Linked DNA regions of Sus scrofa: region 2 is linked to region 1. Evidence: chromatin contacts called from public Hi-C data. All regions are on one chromosome and are shown on one strand. Each heading gives the region's core, a stretch centred on a gene start, on an enhancer-like site or on the middle of the called end of the contact. The rest is flanking DNA. Distances are from core to core; before and after follow the strand shown.

Region 1 (6,827 bases), core at 2,647-5,146:
GGGCAAAGGATGGGGGTACATGTTTGATACAGTGGAGGCTAGAGCATCTCCCGCTTTTCCATCAAAACCCCCGTAAAACTAGTACGAGAAGATATAGGACAGGAAACTTGGGGCGCAACCTGAAACAGCTGCCACCAGTGTAAAATTTCTTTGAGATCTTCAGCTGTTAAAAATGGAAGCCAATTTTGCATTCTGGCCCACACTTAAGTTATGCTTGTTTTAATATAAAAATAATGTTTTCTCTCCAAGTTTCTGAGAGACATCCTCAAGTGACATCCCCACACCAGGAAGATGGGCCCCCTTTAGACTGCAGTGTCGTGCCACTTCCACTCCTATACTACCCTCTCCCACCTGCCTCCCTTGAAGCATTGCTCCAAGTAGTGGGAGTCACTGGAGGCTTGCAGGTGAGGGAGTGGCATAAAAGCAGCACCTTTGGGATCTTTGTTTGGCAATGGTGAGCAGAATGGGGCAGGGGAGAGATAGGAAAGGGGAAACTATTCACTGAGAGGTGAAAAGTGAAAAAGGCCCTGGGGAGAAAAAAGAGTGGAGATGATTCCAAAAGCAGCCCTTTCTCCCCCACTGCCTTTTCTTTTCTTTTCCTAACAATCTTATCACAGGTCCCCAGGGACTAGACACTCTAGATAAACCCCAATCTCAAGAACTAGTGGATCCTTCAGGTTAGCTTCCATGTCCCTCCCCGACACTCTAGGAAGCATCGTGTAGAGTCGATGGAAAAGAAAGATATGGGTGCCCTTCTCTTGTGCCCACCCCAACTCAGCTCCAGCTTGCCTCCCCTGTCCTCCCTCCCTGGACCTGGGTTCTGGGCCCATATTCACAGCCTTAAGCAGGATGCAAGCAGGATATTCATCCTAGTAGAGGAGCTAAGCATTTGGGGAGCTCCCTAGAACTCTTTTCAGTGGGGGCAGGGATAGTGGCTGGCATCTGAAGCCTAGGATAGGGTGTCCCATCTGTCACTGAGAATCTTCCTGGGGTTGCCTGGCGGATGCTAGCAGGCTGGTCTAGGGCTTGAGACCCCACCCTTCCAAAAAAAGATTCTGTGGCTAGAGGGGACCTACAGTTTGGGCGTAATAATAGCAATAGTGTTTCTTATTTCTGTGCGAAGGGCTTTCATGTACACGATTTCATTTAACTCTTAACAACCACCTTGAATGGCAGGAATGACTATCCCCATTTCATCTCTAAGATAAGTTTGTTCACAGTTACACAGATTGAAGAGATCCTAACGCAGTTCTCCTAAGACCAGGGGCTGAGCTCTTTCCACTCCTCGCCCCCTCCGCCCCAGCAGCCATTTGTGGCTCTGACATGCATTGGTCCTCACAAGCCCTGAAGGATTCGATTTCTACTTCCTGCCTCTACCACCTCCCTGGAAATGAGCTCTGGAAGTTTGCTGCCCACTGTGTGCCAAGGAACATTTTCCTATTCATCCTGTGTTTGCCTTATTCCAGTTCTCAAAGGCCCCCTCGTCTCCAATTTCAGGATTTGGGGAGCAGATCTCCTGCTTATCTCTGCCTTTCCTTATTTGGTGGATTTCCAGCCTATCTCACCTTCCAAAGACCTAACTCTTCAAGTTTGTTCTCACCAGCAGCCCCTGACTCCCATTCTGCTGCCATTCTCTGACCCTTTGCTAGGTCCATGGCATTCTCCCTAAGAGCCAGTGACCAGGCACACACTCAGCTACATGGTTTTATGTAAGGACAGGAGAAGGTTCTGCCTTTTATTTCCAGTCATCTTTATTACAATGCCATTGCTTTTTGGCAAAAGCATAACTTAAGGCTAAGGTCTTCATGGGTGTAATGCCTATAATGCTTCCTCTAGTCTTTTCCTGACTCAGAGCCTTTCATTTCACCCATAATTTCAATGATTTTTCAAATAGGATCACAAGCCCCTTGGACAGGGTACTGGAATGTGATGGGGATAACCAGGATGTGACCCTCTATTTACCGGAAAGGGGCAAGGGACAAAGGAGATTGAAAAACATTGTCCTAGCTGGTGATCAGCAAACTTTAAAATTAAGGAATGGAGGTGGGAGTGTGGGGAAGATGTACTGTATGTCACTCACGGGTGGAGGGTGAGAAAGTTTGGACCCGCTTGTTTAGATTACTCGTTGCTAACATATTATCTCGCACTTGTCCCCACGAAACTCAGTGCCCAAATGGGCTGTTTTGCTTAGTTACATAGACCAGGAGAGTTCTGTCTACTCCCTTCCCTTGAGCTTAACTGGGCTCTGATTAAAGAGTTGGAGTTGGGGTGGGCAGTCACTGCATGGGGTCCAAAGGAATCAGGTCCCTCCCCTAGCTGCATGAAAAACAAATGCAGTAGTTAGGTAGGGCCGAGACACCCTTCCCAACCAGAGCTGGAGGGCAATATAGGTCCCATGTTGGATCCCAGTGTCTGGATTCCATGTGTCTCCTTCCCACCTCCTCTCAGCCACTAGAGTGGTTGATGGGACTGAGGGAGCGAAAAGGGACACAAGACCACAGGGTTTGCTTTGCTAAAGGGCTGCGGTTCGTTCTTTGGGCCTGGGCTCTTGCTCAGTGTGAGGAAGAGTTTAGCTTGCTGACACCAGGCAAAGAGTATGGGGGTGTCTGTTCAGCTGTACTGGAATTAGAGATTGACTGAGTTTGTGAGGGAACTGAAGCTGTCAGGGGCTTGTGCTGGACTCCTCCTTGCCCTCCCATTGCCCTTTGTGGTTCGTTCCTTCCTTTCCTGGTCTTGGTTCCCATTAGCAATCCCACCACTGGCTCTCTCCCCACAAATTTGGATTCTGGGAGTCCAGGGTGATGCTTAGATCTAGCCTGAGTTGGAGAGGGAATGTCTCCTGCCTCCACTTCAACCCAAGGCCAGGCTTCACCCGGCAGCCCTAGGAACAGAGACAAGTTTGCAAAGTGTGAGCTGGGATTTTAGGCAACCCACCACAGCGAACCCCACCGTACACGCAGCAGCTGGGCAGGCGCTGCCGGGTAAATGGACATGCCACTCGGCCAGGGACATTCTGTCCACCGCTGCCCAACACAGCGCCTGCTCCGGAGAGACCAACCTCTCTGCCCCGGACATTCTGTCCGCTCCGAGCCCCGCGCGCTGCGGACATTCCGTCCGATTCCGTGGCTGCCCGAGGTCGGGACCCATCAGGGCCCTGACAACCCAAGCGGACACGCCAGACCCTCCTCCTAGTCACTCGGACTACCCAGACTCGGCCTGAAGCCCGCACAGCGGCCATCTGACCCGGTCGCGGCCCGGCTCTCGGAAAACGGCTCCTATCCCAATTGCGAAGCAGCTGGGAAAAGAAGCGTGTGCGACCAACGCATCGTTGCTTCCAGTCCCTGGAGTCTGAGACCCAGCGTGTGTGTGTGTGTGTGTGTGTGGGGAGGGGTGTCGGGCACCGCCATCTGCCCCCTTGCTGGGCGACCGCCGCCAGCTCCCCCGGCTGGCCAGGGCCTCGGCAACCCCTTTCACTCCCTAGCTGCTGGCCCCGCGCCTCCGGATTCCAGGGTGCTTTCTGGTAATGGTTTCCCGACTCAACTGTCCGCTTCGCAGAGCCCCTGTCCTGACCTCACGTCTCCGACTTCTCTTCGATCCCTTGAGTCTTCCTCTTATCTGTCCTCCGAGTCCTGACGCTAAGTTTCCCTTTTTCTAAGTCCTGGCCCCGGGTCTGCACTCCGCCCTCCCAGTCTCGACCCGTTCCCCAGGCACCGTGCTCCAGTTCAGCCTCCCTAGGTCCCGTTTTAGGGATCCCAAAGTCCAGCCATGGCCCCTCGGCCCCGTGAGTCCCTGTCTCCCGCATGGTCAAGCACTCACAGTGAGTCCCGCAGCAGGCAGACTCCCGGCAGCGGCGGCGGCGGCCGCAGTCTGGAGGGCAAGCAGGGGCCAGAGGCCGGGCACCCGGCCGGGGTGGGGGCCGCCCCCCTGCGCCCAGGCCGCCGCTCCGCTCCGGCGCTCCCGGACTCGCTGGGAGAGAGTGAGCCTCGCCGTGCACTGCCACCCCCCGCCGGCGCCCATTCACTTTATGGCAGCCCAGGGCGCCCCCAGCCCGCCGCGGCGAGCCTCGCGTGTCGGGCCCCGCCCCCTTCCAGCTGCGCTGCCCGGGCTCCACCCTTTCCAGCTGTGAATTTTCTGGCCCCGCCTTCGGGGGCGGGCTCCGGCAGGCGCACAGCCAAGAACTCCGCCCCCTATCCAATCGGAGGCGCTTCTCCGCAACTGGGCCCCGCCCCTCCCCACGTGGCTGAAACCATGCTCCAGCGAGAACGCTTTGGCACAACCAAGCCGGAGCGTAGAGTGGACCGGGTGTCTCCACCGAGCCGGGGCCCGTGATGTGGGGGCCAGACCACCACCCCGAGCGAAGTGGAACGGTGCTGGGGGATAGGGTCAGGTGGAAGTGCGCACGGATTGGGAGAGGCCAACGGGTTTCTGCGCTCAGAATTCGTTGCCGCTCAAGTTTCGGCAATTTTCTCCACTTGTCGCTGTCTGTCTCCCTGCCCTTTTGTCTCTGCTCCAATTCTCCCACATCTCGCCTTTCTTTCCTTTTTTTTCCTCCGCCACCGCTTTGCTCCTGCTGTTTGTCTCTCTCCTTCCTCCTCTGCCACTTTGAAAGACTAATTTCTCTTTCTGCTCCTATTTTTCCTTGCTTCTTTCTCTCTTCCTCTTCTCCGCTATCTCCTCTCCCCTACCCCCCACCTCGCCCTTTTTTCCCCTCTCCTCTAAGGAAGGTGGCTTCATGAAGAAAGCAGAAATTGGAATGAGACAAACCAAAACGGCATTCTAACCCTGCTATCAACTGTGCCATCATCTAGCGACTTTGGACAAGTAACTTTACTATCACTCCCAGCCACTTCCTCAAGTTAAAGGAGGTTCTAACTGGATCTCAGGGCTTGGGCTGGGTAACCCTCAGAGGGCTGGGTAATTTTCCCTGTCAGTCTGCATGCTTGTCTCACCCAGATTAAATTCTCCTAGCCTTAACAGGGCTACCTTCTTGGTGATACCAGGTTAGGTTCTGTGGCCAAGGTGTGTCCTTGGTGCTTGCTGGTTAGGGAGTCGCAAGGGATAGGACAGATGTCCCAAGGAACATAGAGAGTCAGGCTGGGTTGCTAGGTTGCCCCTGATGGTCTTAAGCCCTATCTCATACTGTATGCCTGGTGAATCTGACCAATCATGCCTCTGCTCAAAACCTTTCAATGGTTCCTGTTTGCCTTCAGGATAAAGGCCGAGTTCCCTTGCCTGGCATAGAAGACTTTTAGGGCCTGATCCTGTCTTAATCTCCAATTTCCTAGTGGTTTCTTGCACACCTCTTACAGTAAGATATCTTTCTTTCTTGCTTGCTTTTTTTTTTTTTTTTTTTTTTTTTTGTCTTTTTGCCTTTTCTTGGGTCGCTCTCGTGGCATATGGAGGTTCCTAGGCTGGGGGTTGAATCGGAGCTGTAGCCGCTGGCCTACGCCAGAGCCATAGCAACGCGGGATCCGAGCCGCGATTGCAAACTACACCACAGCTCACAGCAACGCTGGATCCTTAACCCACTGAGCAAGGGCAGGGATCGAACCCGCAACCTCATGGTTCCTAGTCGGATTAGTTAACCACTGAGCCACGATGGGAACTCCTTTCTTTCTTTCCTTCCTTCCTTCTTTCTTTCTTTCTTTCTCTTTCTTTCTTTCCTTTTTTCTCTTTCTCTCTCTCTCCTTCCTTCCTTCCTTTCTTTTCCATTTTATCTTTTTAGGGTTGCACCCACAGCACATGGAAGTTCCCAGGCTAGGGGTCTAATCGGAGCTGCACCTGCCGGCCTACTCCACAGTAACTTGGAATCTAAGCCGCGTCTTCGATCTACACTGAAGCTCATGGCAACACCAGATCCATAACCCACTGAATGAGGCCAGGGATCGAACCTGTGTCCTCATGGGTACCAGTTGGGTTCGTTACTGCTGAGCCATGACGGGAACTCCAGTAACATATTTCTAACCAAGCTTCATTTTTCCAACTCCTAGTCATCCCCTGAAGTTCCACTAAGGCCTCATTCTCTTGGGAAGCCTTTCCTGAATTCCCAGGAATTAGCTATATGTCTAGCCTTTTGCTCCCACAACCCTCTTGTGCATACCCTCTATTACCCCACCCATAATATTGAAGAGATCAGCTTATGTGTTGTCCCTTATGATACTCAGATTTAGGAGGGCAAGAACCATGTTTCCCTGATCTTTCTATTCTTAAGCATAATGTAGAAATTTAATACTAAAATCTAAGATGGAGACGTTTTGACTGGTAAGATAATGTAGGTTAGAAGGGGCTGGGGCGTTGTCATCTTTTTCCTTATCTCTAATACACAATTGCATTCGTGCTTTCAGATCGATTAATTTCTAGAGGTATGTAGGAGTGGAGATGGGGTAGAAGGGAGTTTTGGGCCACTTAGAGAATTTTCCAGTTTATTATCCAGGACTTCTCTGAGATATGCCCAAGAGACCAAGTATCAGTTTTCAAATGAAGGTGGAAAATGGCTCAGAGGTAGTGTGGAAAGAGATGCTATGGTGGTTGTACCCGCTACTCCTGACTTTTTGGGTGAAAGAGGCAAGGTCTTCACCTGGACCCAGAGATCAGGAGCCCAAAATCCAGGTGCAGGAAGCTGTTAAGGAATTCTTCTGATGTCAGTTCTGGTGGTTTCTTCATATTAGAGGGTTCTAGCCCAAGGTTGGTCTTTGGCTGTCTGGTTTTGAGACCACATTCCTATGGGGTTAGGAATGGAGTTTCCCTGGACTTGGGTCATCCATAAATGGGAGAAAATGAGGGGAGAGTTGGTATCTTCTTTTACTGTGTCCCAGCAGTCTCTTCAG
Region 2 (6,827 bases), core at 1,455-3,954, 220 kb after region 1:
TCATCTGTTGGACATTTAGGCTGCTTCCATATCTTGGCAATTGTAAATGATGCTACTATGAATACTGGGGTGTGTGTATTTTTTCAAATTAAATGTTTTCATTTTTTTCAGATAAATACCCAGGAGTGGAAGTGCTGGGTCATACGGTCCTTCTACTTTAAAAAAAAAAAAAAAAATTTTTTTTTTTTTTTTTTTGGCCACCTCTCGGCATATGGAGCTCCCAGGCCAGGGATCAGATCCAAGCTACAGCCTTGAACCAAGCGTAGCTGCGGCAACACGGGATCCTTAACCCACTGTGCTGGGCCAGGGATCGAACTTGGATCCCAGTGCTCCCAAGATGCTGCCGATTCCGTTGCACCACAACAGGAGCTCCTACTTTTATTTTTTTGGGAAACCTCCATACTGCTTTCCATAGTGGCTGCATCAATTTACCTTCCCATCAACAACGATCTTGTTTTTGAAATCCCTTTTACCCCATATAGTTTATGGCCTGACAAGCTTAAATGAATACATGAACAGAGTAATGAAGAAGGAAGTTTAGGGGACCCTCTCTGCACCTAAGAAAGCCCTGGGGGAAAAGTGCCCAATAAAGGGGACTGAAGAAAAGTTGTTAGGAGAAGAACATGGCGGAATCTACCTCAGAGAGGTTGGAAACCAAGGGAGGAGGGAATTTCAGGGAGAGAGAGTGTTTCTCTCTCTTTGCCACAATCCTGGGGCTCTGATCAGACTCAAGAAGGCAGGCGATATGATCTTCAGTTGCGCCTCCCGTCCCCCTCCCAGTTAGCTCTGTGCTTGACATCTGGGAAGGGAAATCAAGAGATGATCCCAAGACCTGGTGCTGACACAAAAGGGTAGTTGGTGACATTGTTCATAAAATCAGAGGGCTGAGGGAGCTCAGAGTGTAACCTTGGCGCACTAAGTATGACACAGAGGACAAAGTCTTTCCTATCAGGTCACACTTAGTTCTGGCCCCTTGGCAGCTCTCTCTCCGCTCCTCTTCCCCCATTGAATACCCAGGGAAAGCAAAGTGAAGACTAAGGCTGGCTCTGACATAAAGGCACATGCTAGCCAGGACGAAGGGGGATGCCTTAAGTCAATTTATGGAGGTTTTAGTGTGCTTAGTAGTTATAAATGGTTGAACATGGGTTGAACCTATGTTGAATACTGGGTCTTCTGCCCTCTTCTCATAGCCAGGAAAGCATAGATGAGGGTAAGGGGTAGAGAAGGGGGAGAGACGGTGATCTTCCTTTTAGTCCTGAAGGCTTTCTGGAGCACGAGGGGTTTCAGGAACTGCTTGAAGTCTAGAAGAGAGGTGATGTGTGTGTGGCCAAGGGGGGACACAGGGGTTAAGAAAAGGGTCTGAAGAGACAGGATTGGGGAGGAGGAAAATGAGACAGACTGGTGGGAGATGGACGCTGGGGGCAAGGTTCATGGGGCCCTTGGGGCTCCCTAGGAACTGGTTAAACAGACTTTAGTGCCTGGTCACCTGGGCTCTTGTATTGGACTATTTGCTGTGGGTGGGCCCTTTGCCAGGCTATCAGGAAGGAGAAAGAGAATATTCCTGTTGACAAAACTCTTACACACCTATTTCTCATTTAATGCCCACAAAACCCCTCTAAGAAGTAAAACAGAGGCTCACAAAAGAGGGTCCCCTTACAAAGAATTGGTGGAGCTAGGGAACTGAGTGCCAGGTTCCTCAGCAGCCAAAGGCCATGCTCACCGCCCCATATCCCAGGGTACGGAAACAGCAGACAGGTCTGGAGTGTGTGCTGTTTGCCTCGAAATCTGAGGAGGCTTACAGGCCCTTTGGGAGAAGACATGGAGCATCCCCACCAGACTAGACTGAGCCAAAAAACAAGTTTTGACTTTGGGAGCCTGGGCAGGGGTAGGAAGAGGAAAGACTCCTGTTCTGAGAGTCAGGAAATCTGGGTGCTAACTTGTCTGGGCCTCTTTTTTTTGGGGGGGGGTCTTGATTGCTGTGTGAAAGTTGTTGAATCTTTCCCAATCTCAATTTCCTCATCTGTAAAATGGGGATAATAGCACCTACCTCCCAGGAATGATGAAGTGGAGACTCACCAAGATAATGAATGCAGGGTGCTTTCATGAACGCAGGGTGCAGGGCACATAAGATCTCAGTAGCCTTGGAGTTCCTGTCATGGCGCAGTGGTTAACGAATCCAACTAGGAACCATGAGGTTGTTTGATCCCTGGCCTTGCTCAGTGGGTTAAAGATCCAGCGTTGCCGTGAGCTGTGGCATAGGTCGCAGATGAGGCTCGGATCCAGTGTTGCTGTGGCTGCGGTGTAGGCAGGTGGCTATAGCTCTGGTCGGACCCCTAGCCTGGGAACCTCCATATGCTGCGGGAGCGGCCCTAGGAAAGGCAAAAAGACAAAAAAAAAAAAAAAAAAAAAAAGCTCAGTAGCCTTATGTTTCAGTATTACCATTAATAACACGCGGAGGTTAGGCTGCTTGGTTGCTCTCTCAGGAGGCTGTGGCTTGAGCCCTGCTGCCCACAGCTCAAGCTGGGCCTGTCACGCTTGAGAGGCTCACAATCCAGCATCAGGGAGTCCCAGGTCTTGCCACTGCCATCTCCTTATCTGTCTCAGCCGTGCATCCGGTCAGACCATAAGGCTTGAAGGAAGGTGCTGGGCTCTTTTCAGTCTCTGAATTACTAGTAAGGAAAGACGGGGGAAGAGGTGCGGGGAGCTCTCAGAAAAAAAACCTTGTTGATTGGAACTGAAATGACATTAAGCCTTCGTGGAGGGGAGAGAGAGAGGGTGAGCTGGTCAGGAATTCTGGCAACCTGCTCCTTTCTCCTTAGCTCCCACATCCTTTTCGGTCCCAGAGGGCAAGGCGCCCATAACAAGCATGGCGGCGACAGCCTCGGCGCGGGCACCTGCCGAAGAGAGGGTTTCGGGAGCAGCTCAGAGCCAATCGCTGGGCAGGGGCGGAGGGAGAGGCTGGAGAAGCTCCCGGAGGCGTGCGCGCAGGCGCACTGGATGGCACCTGGCTCGCGGCAGCCGCGGAATTAGGCTTCGCTTGCCACAATTGCGGTGAGGGGCTGGCTGGCGGCCGGGTTCGGGGGCAGGAGCGGGCCGGACCGGGGGGCCAGTTAGACACAAAGGACAAACCCGAGGGGAACCGGAATGCTCTCTGCTCTGGGTGTCCTGGGGGCTGTCTGGAGTGATCCCTGGGCGTCCCTGGAGTGATCAGGTTTGGGTTGGGAGAGTGTTTGGGTCAGAGTGGGAGAAGCTTGGGTTTGAGGGATGAGGATGGAATCCTTGCAGAGAGGCTCCCTGGGGTCTGAGGTCGCAAGATGCATCAGGCATCAGGGACCCATTTCATTAACCCGTCAGGCTGTGGTTCATTTCATTAACATAATGGCTTTTATTTATTTATTTTATTTTATTTTATTTTGTCTTTTTTGCCTTTTCTAGGTCCGCTTCCGCAGCATATGGAGATTCCCAGGCTAGGGGTCGAATCGGAGCCGTAGCCACCGGCCTACACCACAGCCACAGCAACGTGGGATCCGAGCCGCGTCTGTGACCTACACCACAGCTCACAGCAACGCTGGAACCTTAACCCACTAAGCAAGGCCAGGGATCGAACCCGCAACCTCATGGTTCCTAGTCGGATTCATTAACCACTGTGCCACAACGGGAACTCCCATAATGGCTTTTAACCCTAGTAGCATGGTAGAACCAATTGGGGAGCTTTGAAAGAACACAGATGCTGGGCCACATCCCTAGAAATCCCGATTTAATTGCCTGGGTGGGGCTTGGGCCTTGGTGTTATTGAGCAGCTCCTCAGGTGATTTTAATATGCAGGCGGGCTGGCCAACCACCACCGAAAGGTTCAGCACTAGCTGCTGAATAAAGAGCTCCTGGGTTCATCCCAGACTCCTCTGTGGCTACCTATCTCTGTGAGGGGTAGGTGGTCCTGGGGTGAAGTTGCTTACCCTGTAACCTGCAAGGGGGGAGGGAAAGGGAGAAGATCCCTCCCCCAACAGGGTGAAAGTTCATTTCCAGCCTGAGAAGGAAGATGGGCCCATTAGTCACTGCATGGAAGGTGGAAGATTGGGGACCCGTCCAGAGTGGGCCTCCCCAACAGCCCTGCCAGGACTGACCCTGCTGTGGGAAGAATGGGCAGGGAGACAAAGGGGATGTGAAACAGCAAACAGCAGCCAATTCAAAGGTCCCCTGCTTGTTGAAAAAAGGACACAATATTTGTGTAGGATATTTCAAATTCATTTGATACTCCTAGGAACAGGCAGGGAATGGAATTTTCTCCCACTTTGCAGATGTAGGACTACACTCAGCTAGTTGGTGGTAAGGTTCAGATTGACCCAAGCCACCCAACTTCAAATCATGCTTCTTAGTAGCTCTTCCCCCTCCACCCTAATTGTTTCTCATACAGCCTCTGGTCCTTCTGAAGGGAATCAAGGTCCTCCTTTTGATGCCTCTCACTCCAGGGGCCCCGTCTGGCAATCTTGGTTTCCTCCACCAAATCCATCAGCATCTCTCACCCCCACCCCAACTATAGACTGGTTCAGGAATTAGGAAGCTGCTACTGTTTCCATCCTTTTCTAGGCCTTTGTCTCCCAGAAAGAAGCCTGATAGAGTGAAGAGGGGAATGTTTTTACATGATGCCAGGGGGCTCCTTCTGAACAGATCTGATTCTGTCTACCCGGCCACCCCCAGGGCTCCCTGATCCTGTCATCCTCAGGATAGGATCTTGTGTGTGGTTACCAAAGCTCTTCCTGATCTAGTGTCTCCCTGCTCTGAGCTCTCTCCACATATTGTATCAGTTTTCCTTAGCACATGGTGAAAGCCTAATAAATGGTACTTTTTGTTATCATCATTGTTCCTCTTTGTGCACCTGTTGCCTTGCTGTTCATGTTTCACCTCAGGGCTCCTCAGGTTGCCTCTTTCTGACTCCCACAGCCAAGCAGAATGCAGAGCTAAGAGGCACAGTGGGATCTGGAGGTGACTCTCCTTCTACGGCTGGGGATGTCCATACTGGCCTTTTAGGGGCAAATTGATCCAGCAGGTGTTAATTGAGCACCTAGCATGTGGTGAAGGAGCCTGGTGGAGGCTGGGAGTAGAAAACAGGGGCCCGTATAATCTGGCCCTGCTCTTCAGGAGCTTGGGAGCTGGAGGATGAGTAGAGAGGCATTTGGATCCTGATACAGAGCCAAGGAACCCGAAATGGGAGAGAACACCTGGCTTGGTGTCCTCAGGAAGGCTTGGGCCACTGAACTGGGCCTTGAATCGGCAGAATTTGGTAAGATTGTGGTGGGGGTTGGGCAGAGTGATCTGAGAAATGCTGAAGTGTTTTTTTGTTTAAGTCAAAAGCACCTGTTTTGAATCTTGGCTCTAGCACCTAATAGCTCTGTGATTTGGGCCAGTTAATTTAATCTCCAGAGCCTCCGTTTTCTTCATTTACAGGATGAGGGTGGAAATAGTAACAAGAGTTGTAAAGACTCATAATGATAGGTATAAAAAAGCGGCATATTCTATACGCTTGAGAAATGGTATGTAGTTACAACTGGAGTATTTTAGTTGGAAGGAACAGCATGAACAAAGGTTGGAGGTGGCATTTAACAAAGAAGTTGAGGCGTTTCCTCTGTGGTGCAACAGGATTGGCAGTGTCTTGGAAGCACTGGGACAGAGGTTCGATCTCTGGCGCCACACAGTGGATTAATGATCCATTGTTGCTTAGGTCACAACTGCAGCTTGCATCTGATCTTTGGCCTGGGAACTCCGTATGCCATGGGGCGGCTGGAAAAGAAAGAAAAAAGAATTTGAGGGATGGTGGATATAGAAGGCAGTAAGAAACCTCAGTGTTGGGTGCTGAAAGACAACCTTAGCCATAGATTTGGCAGAAGGAGATGCCAAAACCTTTCAAAGATAATTTCGGAGACATGAAAAAGAAAAATAATAACTACTCTTGGAGTTCCCATTGTGGCACAGTGGTTAACGAATCTGACTAGGAACCATGAAGTTGCAGGTTCGATCCCTGGCCTTGCTCAGTGGCCTAGGTCATGAGCTGTGGTGTAGGTTGCAGACGCGGTTCAGATCCTGCGTTGCTCTGGCTCTGGCGTAGGCCAGGGCTACAGCTCCAATTAGACCCCTAGCATGGGAACCTCCATATACTGTGGGAGCGGCCCTAGAAAAGGAAAAAAGAAAAATAATAACTACTCTTTATTGAAGGTCTTCTAAGTGCTACGCACTATGTGTGGTGCTTTATGTGCCTTTTGCATTTCAGCCCCACAGCAGTCGAAGAGGTGGGCATTGTCATCCCCACATTATACATGATAAGACTGCAGCCCAGGGAGATGGAGTAACTGGCTCAAAGCCACGCAATGGGGACCATACCAGCGGAGAGTGTGGGGAATGGGCCGTGGGGCCTCCAACGGGCTCTCCCGATGGGTGTCAGGGTGGGGGTGGAGTTGGTTGCAGGTTACTGCATATCTCAGGCAGGTTATGCAACTAGGCTGGTGTGAGCCCCAAGCCGTTCCTCCCTTGGAGAGGCAGGGATGTTGTTCTCTGTGGGGGGTGGCGGGTGGGGCTAATAGAGGAAGCAGTTCAAGATGGAGGAGCTGCAATCTGGCAGAGAAGCCACTGGAGTGAGCCTGCATGCTCCCCCCCCCAGCTTCCTGTCCCTGGGCAGAGGTTAACCTGGGCAGGTTGCTCTGCCTTTAGATCCGGTCGGTGGTGGAGGTTTGTCTCTGACACTCCTGAGCAGCATTATGTGTTTCTACTCCTTGCAGCCCCTCTTCTTCTGAAGAGCCACCTCCACTAGCCGCGGCTGGTCACTGGACATCTTG

The links. Hi-C and Micro-C count contacts between places; a contact is called where the count stands out from the background.
Region 2: a contact with region 1 is called in a Hi-C map of subcutaneous adipose tissue, with 2.3 times the contacts expected there. The contact joins the promoter of LOC102167427 here to the promoter of PITX3 in region 1. A contact is called at or near these places in 3 of 5 promoter capture datasets (fetal liver, fetal skeletal muscle and liver), 18 of 47 Hi-C or Micro-C datasets (alveolar macrophages, blood, embryonic fibroblasts and 11 more) and 2 of 2 datasets of contacts at active chromatin or transcription factors (alveolar macrophages and skeletal muscle).

Annotation. Positions count from the first base shown.
Region 1 is chr14:113,237,497-113,244,323 of Sscrofa11.1, forward strand. It overlaps PITX3 (pituitary homeobox 3), which reads right to left and starts at 3,897. Exons shown (of 6, transcript XM_021073065.1): 1 at 3,817-3,897.
Region 2 is chr14:113,461,206-113,468,032 of Sscrofa11.1, forward strand. LOC102167427 reads right to left here and starts at 2,705. Exons shown (of 3, transcript XM_021072752.1): 1 at 2,440-2,705. The region is part of intron 1 of MFSD13A (transmembrane protein 180); the gene reads left to right.